Regions from separate parts of the Sus scrofa genome. Here regions 1 and 2 are each linked to region 3. A link is a contact called in public HiChIP or PLAC-seq data. All regions are on one chromosome and are shown on one strand. Each heading gives the region's core, a stretch centred on a gene start, on an enhancer-like site or on the middle of the called end of the contact. The rest is flanking DNA. Distances are from core to core; before and after follow the strand shown. Region 1 holds the start of C13H3orf38. Region 2 holds the start of CGGBP1 (CGG triplet repeat-binding protein 1). Region 3 holds the start of CHMP2B (charged multivesicular body protein 2B).

What was found. HiChIP or PLAC-seq counts read pairs in DNA pulled down with a chosen protein or histone mark.
Region 1: an H3K27ac HiChIP or PLAC-seq map of alveolar macrophages shows a contact between it and region 3. The contact joins the promoter of C13H3orf38 here to the promoter of CHMP2B in region 3. A contact is called at or near these places in 1 of 5 promoter capture datasets (fetal liver), 1 of 47 Hi-C or Micro-C datasets (liver) and 2 of 2 datasets of contacts at active chromatin or transcription factors (alveolar macrophages and skeletal muscle).
Region 2: a contact with region 3 is called in an H3K27ac HiChIP or PLAC-seq map of alveolar macrophages. The contact joins the promoter of CGGBP1 here to the promoter of CHMP2B in region 3. A contact is called at or near these places in 1 of 5 promoter capture datasets (fetal liver) and 2 of 2 datasets of contacts at active chromatin or transcription factors (alveolar macrophages and skeletal muscle).

The regions. Positions count from the first base shown.
Region 1 is chr13:167,802,479-167,805,178 of Sscrofa11.1, reverse strand. C13H3orf38 reads left to right here and starts at 1,393. Exons shown (of 4, transcript XR_002337963.1): 1 at 1,393-1,954.
Region 2 is chr13:167,894,611-167,897,310 of Sscrofa11.1, reverse strand. It overlaps CGGBP1 (CGG triplet repeat-binding protein 1), which reads right to left and starts at 1,338. Exons shown (of 3, transcript XM_021070750.1): 1 at 1,121-1,338; 2 at 317-521. It overlaps ZNF654 (zinc finger protein 654), which reads left to right and starts at 1,528. Exons shown (of 9, transcript XM_021070740.1): 1 at 1,528-1,846. The coding sequence starts at 1,658.
Region 3 is chr13:168,568,135-168,570,926 of Sscrofa11.1, reverse strand. CHMP2B (charged multivesicular body protein 2B) reads left to right here and starts at 1,353. Exons shown (of 6, transcript NM_001244420.1): 1 at 1,353-1,605. The coding sequence starts at 1,572.

The DNA.
Region 1 (2,700 bases), core at 144-2,643, 770 kb after region 3:
CCCTTTCTGTCATGATGTTACTAAATTTCTCTTCATGTTATGGCTCCTGTACTATCCTTGGCTCCAGCCAAAAATAGCCTCACAGTTTTATTCCATGCATTTTTTCACTACTGCTCTCTCTTACCTGTAATTCTTTTTCTGCCCCACTCCTCATTCTTTGCTTAATCTTTCTGGGCATCACCACACTCTTCAGAAAGCCTAATCTCTCTTGATAATTCCTGATTTCTCTATTGAAACCTATTTCCCCCAGTCTTTCTTCTCTCAGTAAATATCCACTCCAGTTGCTCAAACCAAAGCCTTGCGATAATCCCTAACTTGTCACATCCTCCACTCTCACCTAGGCTACTGTATTAGTCTTCTAGTTGGGTTCTCTGCCCTCTGGCAGTCTGTTGTGAACACCAGCAATTAAAATGATCCAGTTTGAAACAAGTCAGATCATGCTATTCCTCAGTTTAAAATCCTCCAATGGCCTTAATTCACTCGTTTATTCAAATATTTTATTGCATGTTTACTATGAGCCAGGCTTTGTAATAGGCAATGAAAAAAGAAGATAAAAACGCCTGGCTCACAGAATTCATATTCTACCAGGGGGCCAAAAACACAGTATAAATGCTAAACAGAAAAATTAAGTGGGTAGAGAAGATATCAGTAAGTTAGTTTAACCATGTTTTGAAAACTTAAAGACTGTATTTACAGTGTATTTTGTTACTGGTATTTAGCTGTGATATTAATAAAAAAAGTTAAACTTGCTCACCTGGATCTGCAGATGTGTACATTTCGCCTATTAACTGGCAATAATCTAATTAAATGTTAAATCTAAAATATAGCTAAAACAATCGAAGGAGACAGAACCAAGTGACAATGTGTCTTAAGTTCCCCTCTCATGAATGTGGCTGGCTGTCATACTAGTTAGCAGTAATAGCAAGAGCTAATATATACTGGTCTCTTCCCCGGCACCAGGCACAGTTCTTCGCCCCCCCTCCCGCCCCCGCAGCAACAACGCTATGAAGTAGGTATCTCTACTAGATCCACTTCCAGACAGAAAACTGGGGGACCAAAGAGCTTGCTTACAGTCACAGTAAATGACGGAATAAAACCCTGGCAGTCTGACGTCCAGTGTTCCCAACCTTACACTAAAGTCAAGCTCCCGAGGATTAGAAGGGAAGCCACAGACGAGCCCAGCATTTTGGAAAGTCAGCTGGAAGGCAGGCAGAAGTGGCAAATGACAGATGACGTTTCCCTTAAATCTTCCAAGTATAATGTTTTTCAAAACAAATTATTTTAACACAGAACTATGTAATTTTAGAATATGAAACTATAGGTCCACCCAACTCAGAAGTGGCTGCGGAGAACTTTCAAGTGCTCCGAGGGGCTGGGCCTGCGGGAGGGGAGGAGTTGCCTTCACTGGGCGGCCCAGCGGAATGACGGGAGTTCGCCGTGCGCGGGGCCGCCGTTCGCTTTCCACGCACCTGCGTAGCTCTGCCAGGCGCTCTTCTGGAGGAGGGTCTCTTGAAGAGCTCAGAGATTCGTTTTCCTTTGTGGAAGGTCAGTGTCCCTGGTGTAAACGCGGTGCTTCCTTAAAGTGAAGTCCCTGGGAATGCACTTAGTCCCAGCCAGCCCGGAACAACAGGTTGGAGCACGGCGTTTCCTGATCGCCCTCACTGACGATCACTTCCGCCCACGGGCCTGGAATACCCGAGGCCCTTTGGCGGCGAACTTAAGGAAAGACACTTCCGGTATCTGTTGCCTAGGCGCTGGCCCGGTGGGCCTGAGGGAAGCGACGTTCTTGGCGTCGTCTTCTCCACCCCCCTCTTCCTGGGGGTCGAGATGTCCGGGCTTAGTCATGCAGAGATGGAGGGCTGTCGTAACCTGCTCGGCCTGCTGAACAACGACGAAATCCTGGCCCTATGTGACACCATCACCAACCGCCTAGTGCAGCCTGAAGACCGCCAAGGTAAGGGTAGACCCTACTCCCCGAGGCGGCCGGCCCTTCCCACGCCTCCCCGGTCCCTAGCTTGCGGGAACGTGTGAGTGCAGGCCCTCCCGGGCCTTGCCTGCAGCCCGCCCGGGATCGCGCTGGTGCGGAACCTTAGGGGAATCAAGGCCACCGCGCTGCTCTGTGTCTTTGGAACCACGGTGCAGCCTGGGGTGGTCCCGCCGCGCCTAGGCCGTGGGGGAAGTGGAGGCGCTGAAAACGACGCAGCTTCCAGGTTTTAATCATTAAATGTTATGGGGCAAATGCTGCTTGTTTCGAGAATTCAAAGTTCGTGAATAGTGATTTTTTTTTTTTTTTTTTTTTTGGTAAAGATTTCAGTTGAGTCACGGTGTTTCCTTTTTCAGTTTCGTTTAGGAGTGTCAGCTGTTGCCAATTTTTTTCTACGTGCTTGGGAGAAGATACCATAAACACTTTGTATCAGTCTGCTACGTAAAATCACTGTTGTAAAAGAGCAGATAGTTTGAAGCCATGTCTCCTTTTGGATCCAGTTTTTTCTGAGATAATTCTGTGAACTAGGACTGAATTACTTTCAGAGCCAAATAAACATTTCAGTAGAGTAGGTTTGTTTCATGGATTAACTAACCCATATAAAAATTCAATGAGTAGTTTAATTGTATCATCTTGTATATTACCTAGCTAGTTTTATTTTAAATTTGCTGAGTTTTACTTTAAAATGTGTAAATTTCCGACTCATACTAGCGTAT
Region 2 (2,700 bases), core at 89-2,588, 670 kb after region 3:
AATGTGAAAGGCCTATACGTTCCAAAATCTTGTATATTTTAAAGTATATTTGTGTTACTTCGGAGTCAAACATCCACCCAGTAGAAGATGCTCGAGTTGAAGATGCTCGAGTAGAAGATGCTCGAGTAGAAGATGCTCGAGTTTACAGAACCAAAGAACAAAACTTCTGTGTTTTCTACAGAAGATATTTTAAACAAGGAAGTTAAAAAGTTGAGCGCAGGAATTGGCCAAGAACAACAACAAAGAGAGAGAAGCAACAAATCACTTACTAGATAAAAACAAAACTCATCGTAAGTTTTCAAGTTTAAATGTTTACCGGATTAGTTTCCAGTTTTTTTCGTCTTGATGCCTAGTAGTGATGGGTCTTTAGCGCAAAACCAAAGACGCATAAAATCCTGGCACTTTCCGTTTGTTCAAATCCAGAGATGCCTTCAAATCAGTTTTTCAACAAGTGGTGGTGAGGAAATAGTTTCTGGGCTTGCACCCTATCTTCCCTGAGGTGCCGTGAAGTCATGCCTTTACTGTAAAACACGAAAAGCAAATGGAAAGAAAAAATGGGGGAGGGGATAAAAAAGAAAGGTGGATGAAAAAACGAACAAGTACTTCCACAACAGCCACCACCCAGGTGTGTTTAAAATCGTTCTAGTTAGTCCACACCACAAATCTGGATCCCGACGTTCACTCCAACATTCCTCATCCCGGTCCCTTCTCAGTCGTCCGCCCGGCTCAGCACCTCCTCGCGCGCCCCAGGCCCCAGGGTTCGCGAGGAGGGAAAGGCGGGGCTCGGGACGCTCCCAGCGTCTAGACTCCCTCCTCCCGCGCGAAGCACAGCACGTCGGCGCCCCACAGCCTCTGTCCCGCTAGCTCGGCAGGGCCGAGTCCCAGCTGCCGGTTGTGGGCCCAGGAACTCGACAGCCGAGTTGGCGGCAGTCTCACGGGAGGACGCGGCAGGCGCCTGGCGGAGGCGGCTGCTGTCAGGCTTCCCGTCTCCTCCCTCTTCCTCCCGCGGACAACGGCGCCCCGGCCCCGCCCCCGGCTCCAGCTTCGGGACTGAAGGCCCCGGGCCCAAAGCCCGCACCAAAGGCCGGGCCCACCCTCGGCCTCCCTAGCTCCTCGGTACCGTAGGATCAGGGCGGCCGCTAGGGGAAGTGGACGATACTCGGCCGGAAAGGAAAGGAGGAGGAAAAAAAGGAGGAGCAATTGAGTGAGGGAGGAGGAGGGCCAGTCGCCGCCGCCGCCGCCGCCGCCGTCGTCGCCGCCGCCGCCGCCGCCGCCGTTGCCCGACCGAGCCCCGCGGTGGCCGCCGTGTCCCCCACCGCGCCCCGTCCTCCTGCGCCGCCAATGGCTGAGCTCGTAGGCGGTCCCCAGCAACGGCCGAGCAACATTGACCAATGGACTGCGGATCTAGCAAACAGATAGCTGATTTGACCAATAGTGATGGAAGGGCGGGCATGCGCATGATTGGCGGCCAGAGTTATCCAATGAAAACTGGGGGCGTGGGTGGGCGGAGCCGGAAGTAGGGACAGCCGAGAGGCCCCTGTCCGGCTGGGGCGGAGGGAAGGGGGAGGGAACTAGAGGAGGAGGAGGAGGAGGTTAGCCTAGGCAGCTACAGCCGCGGCGGCGCAGGGGCTGGTACGCGCTGGGCGGCGAGAGCCTCATGGCGGAAGAAGAGAGCGATCAAGAGGCCGAACGCCTCGGAGAAGAGCTTGTGGCCATTGTGGAGTCCCCGCCAGGCCCTACTGGGCTTAGACCTACGGGCGACGGCAGAGGCGGCGCAGGCGGCGGCAGCTGCGGTGGCGGCGGCGTCGGGATCAGCAGTCGGGATTACTGCCGACGCTTCTGTCAGGTGAGGCGCCGGTCGGCCGCCCGGACTTGTCAGCCGGGTCCTGGGCCTCCCTGCTTCTCTTGGCCTTTTCGTCCCCGAATCGGCTGTGTTCGGCGCTCGCTCCACCAGCCCAAAAAGGAGAGTGAGGGTGAATCTCCTCCCTCCTTCTATCCGGCTTGGGGTGGGGGGCGGGGAGCAGAACGGGGATGACCCGCGCAGGTATAGGGTTGCAGAGAAAGTGAGAGTTTGGACGGGGTGAGGGGCTGGAGAGAAGGAGGGTCGGCTGGCAGGAAAGCTCTGTGCTGACATGCCTCCCCATCTCCATACAGACCCCTTTCTGCCCGAGGGTCCCGCCTTTCTTGTGTTTCCTACTCAATTTCTTGTCACTTCATTTGGAATCTCTGAAACATTTCCTGCCTTCCCTTCTCCGCCCCTTGCCCCCTGTATTCTCCCCTTTTTCGGAGATGAGAGGCTAGCCCTCTCTCTACCGCCCCTCTCCTGTCATCGCCACCCCTCCCCCTCTGCTAGGGTCTCCTGTCATCCCCTCTTGAGATCCCGCTGGGCCAATTCTCCAATTGGCTTAGGCGCTGACCCACGGTGATTTAGTTACTTTCTTGTGAGGTGGGGTTAAGGCAGTGGAATTGCCATCTCTCCTTTTCTTATCCCCTTTCCCCGACACACAAGCTCTTTTCTAATTAACTGCTAATAAAGTAGTTTTCCTGAAACTATTGCTCCAGTTACATCACCAACGCCCTCTCTTTTAAATTACAATATATTTTATTTAGCCTGTAAAATACACTGTCAAAACAGTGACAGTAAATTATTTACTTGGTTGAGTGCCAATACTCTTTGATGTAAGGTGTTTAACCATAATC
Region 3 (2,792 bases), core at 104-2,603:
CAAGTACTCTGAGAGGGAATAAGACACTTATGCCTTGCATACCACTATGTCGTTCTGAGAAAAGTTTTCATGAACAGACTCTTAGCTAAATTGTAGCAGCAACAGCAGGATTATTAGCGGCCCTGAGGGCTTTGCTGTCCTATGGGGGGGGGGGCAGTGAGAAATGGGTAAAGGAAGTCTGACTACTCCAAATACATAAAAACTCTTGAGACATGATTCATAAAGCCAGAGGTGACTAATAATATTGACACTGTTATTGAGAAGTTTTCCTATCAGAAACACATCTTTGGAAAAAAGGTACTATTATTTTCATCCTGTGGAAGGTAGCGTTGCTTTTAAGCATGACTAGTTTGGGAGAAAAAAGTTCAAAGCAAAATTAAGATTCTAAATAATAAAATAATATATTAAATAGAGATGTGTACACACAGAGAGAGACACAAATTCACAAAATGAACAATGAACTCAAGGTCTTGATCCAAAGACAGTATTTCCCATATTTATGCTTATACACAGGACTCTAAATAATTCATTATGCTTTTCCTTTTACATAATATAGGGCTTTTTTCCACAGTGAACACTAATATACAGCTATGTAACAGTCTAACAGGTTCCCAGTGTGGGCCATCAATTTTTTCTTGAGCAATTACTAGAAATTTAGATATTAAAGAAATAGTTTTAGACATTTAAACTGGTATTCAAATCTGTGATTTTTTTTTCCTGTTTCTAGCCAAGAACGTTAGATAAAAAAATGCCACATTAAGAAAGTTACTCCCCAAAACCTTTCACCCCTGCCACCCCCACGCTTAGAAACTGAATCCCCTGGCCCTACACCCAGGGTCGAAGCGAGGGCCTCGGTCCTGCAAGACTGCGCGGTGGGCTTCGGGAGATCTCTAAGAGAGTCAGGGCAGAAAAGGGTGTGAACTCCTGAGACACACACTACCCGGGCACGGACCTCAGCATTTGCCACCAGCCCGTACATTTAGGGAAGCCTTCATACTGACTGCAAGAGGGCCGGTCGTAAATCAACTGGTTCCAGAACTACCCACACTTATCTCAGCACCCTGGGAACCCCTAATTCCAGCTTCTCTCGGGGCTAGGAGAGTGCTAGGTAGGGCTCATCTCTGTCAGCATTCAGCAAAGGATCCGCACCTAAAAGCCCACCAACACCACCCGCGGTCGCCAGCTCGCTTGTACCAGGGCAAGCTTTGCGGAACTCACCCCTCCGCCACCCGGTAAAAGGGAGGAGCGGGCAGCGTCTGAAGTGAGGGCAGCAGCCGCGGCTTCAGGCACCGCAGTGCGCAGGCGCACGCGCAGACCGCGCAGGCGCCGCCTAGAAGTGACTTCTCCAAAAAGTGCTTTAGTTCGCGGTCACCTGAGCTCTGGCAACTCGGCTGCGGCAGGCTTGGGGGATACTCGCCCTCCGCGGGTTCTGTCTGGCGACCCCGCCTTCTTCTCTTGTTCATCGGCTCCGCCATCCCGAACACTCCAAAGGCCTGTCCGTTCTCTCCTGTCCTTTCCCAGTCGCGGGCCGGACCGGGCCGAGCCGGGCAGCACGGGAGCGGTTTCTGACCATGGCGTCCCTCTTCAAGAAGAAAACCGTGGATGGTGAGTTCCAGGCTGGCACGAAGAGGCCCAGCCCTGCGTTTTCATGGCGTATTTTGGGGGCTTCAGGCCGCGATTCTTGTTGCTGTTCCTGGGGGCGGGGCTGGATCTAGTGGCCCCACAGGTGACCGCCTTCATGCGTCACTTTTTTGCTTCCCTGTCTCTTCCGACTTGCCCCACCTCAAACTCACCTGAGCAGTCTGGTTTCTTCCTTCTGATAACGCAGCTAACAACCCCGACCCCCATCCCTCCCCCACCCACCCCCTCCTAAGGTTTCTCCTTTAGCGGGATCCTGAGCCTTTCTTGGAGGCAGGATGCAGCTAGCCCTTCAGTGTCTTTAGACTTGGTGCTTCGATAAATTTCTTGTTGGTTCCGTGTACTTGGTTTTCTCTTCCATCAGTTTGGAACCGTACTATTTAAGGGCATCCAAACCCGAAACCGGTATTGAGGTGGGGAGGCTCCAGCTACTAAATGAACTTGCGTTTGGACCGATCTTGCCCTGGGAACACCCCATCAATAGAGATGTGAAACAAATGCTTCTTGACTGACTTCAGTAGAAAAAATGAACGAAATCCAAGGCAAGTGCCTGGGTTTAGTTTTCATCCTATATTTCTTTCTACCTTATGATTATCTTTTGCTATCTAAAGAGATGTGGTATCTGTTACCTACATAGAAGTTTACATTTTAAGATACTTGCATTAATTCAGACATTTGCTCAATATCTTGTTAAGGGGAGGAAAAGTGAAGTGTACAGGAAATACAAATTGGTTTTTATAAGCACTGCCTGTAATATATGTTTATGTAGCTTTAATTAATCTTGATATTTTCATTGACTCTACCAGGAATCAAATTCATTCAAGTTATTTAAAAACTGTATTTCTCATTACATGTTGAATCTAGGTTGTTGTTGGTTTAATCAAAGAATCACTTCTTTGTAAGGGTCTAACTGCCACAAAAGGAACAGTGGTAGCTAGACAGTGATTGGTACAAACAGGGTGTTCAGTCCAGACCTGGGGTAACTCCTTCATTCCTTTGTATTGACTATTCCAATGCCAGCAAAATTATTTTGTGGAGGATGACAAAGGCATTGTCTTTACCCTGTCACCCTACCCTTCACTTCAACATATAATGTCATTTTACCCTTAATTTATCACACAGCGTAATACATTTTTGGTTTCCCTGAGTGGGTG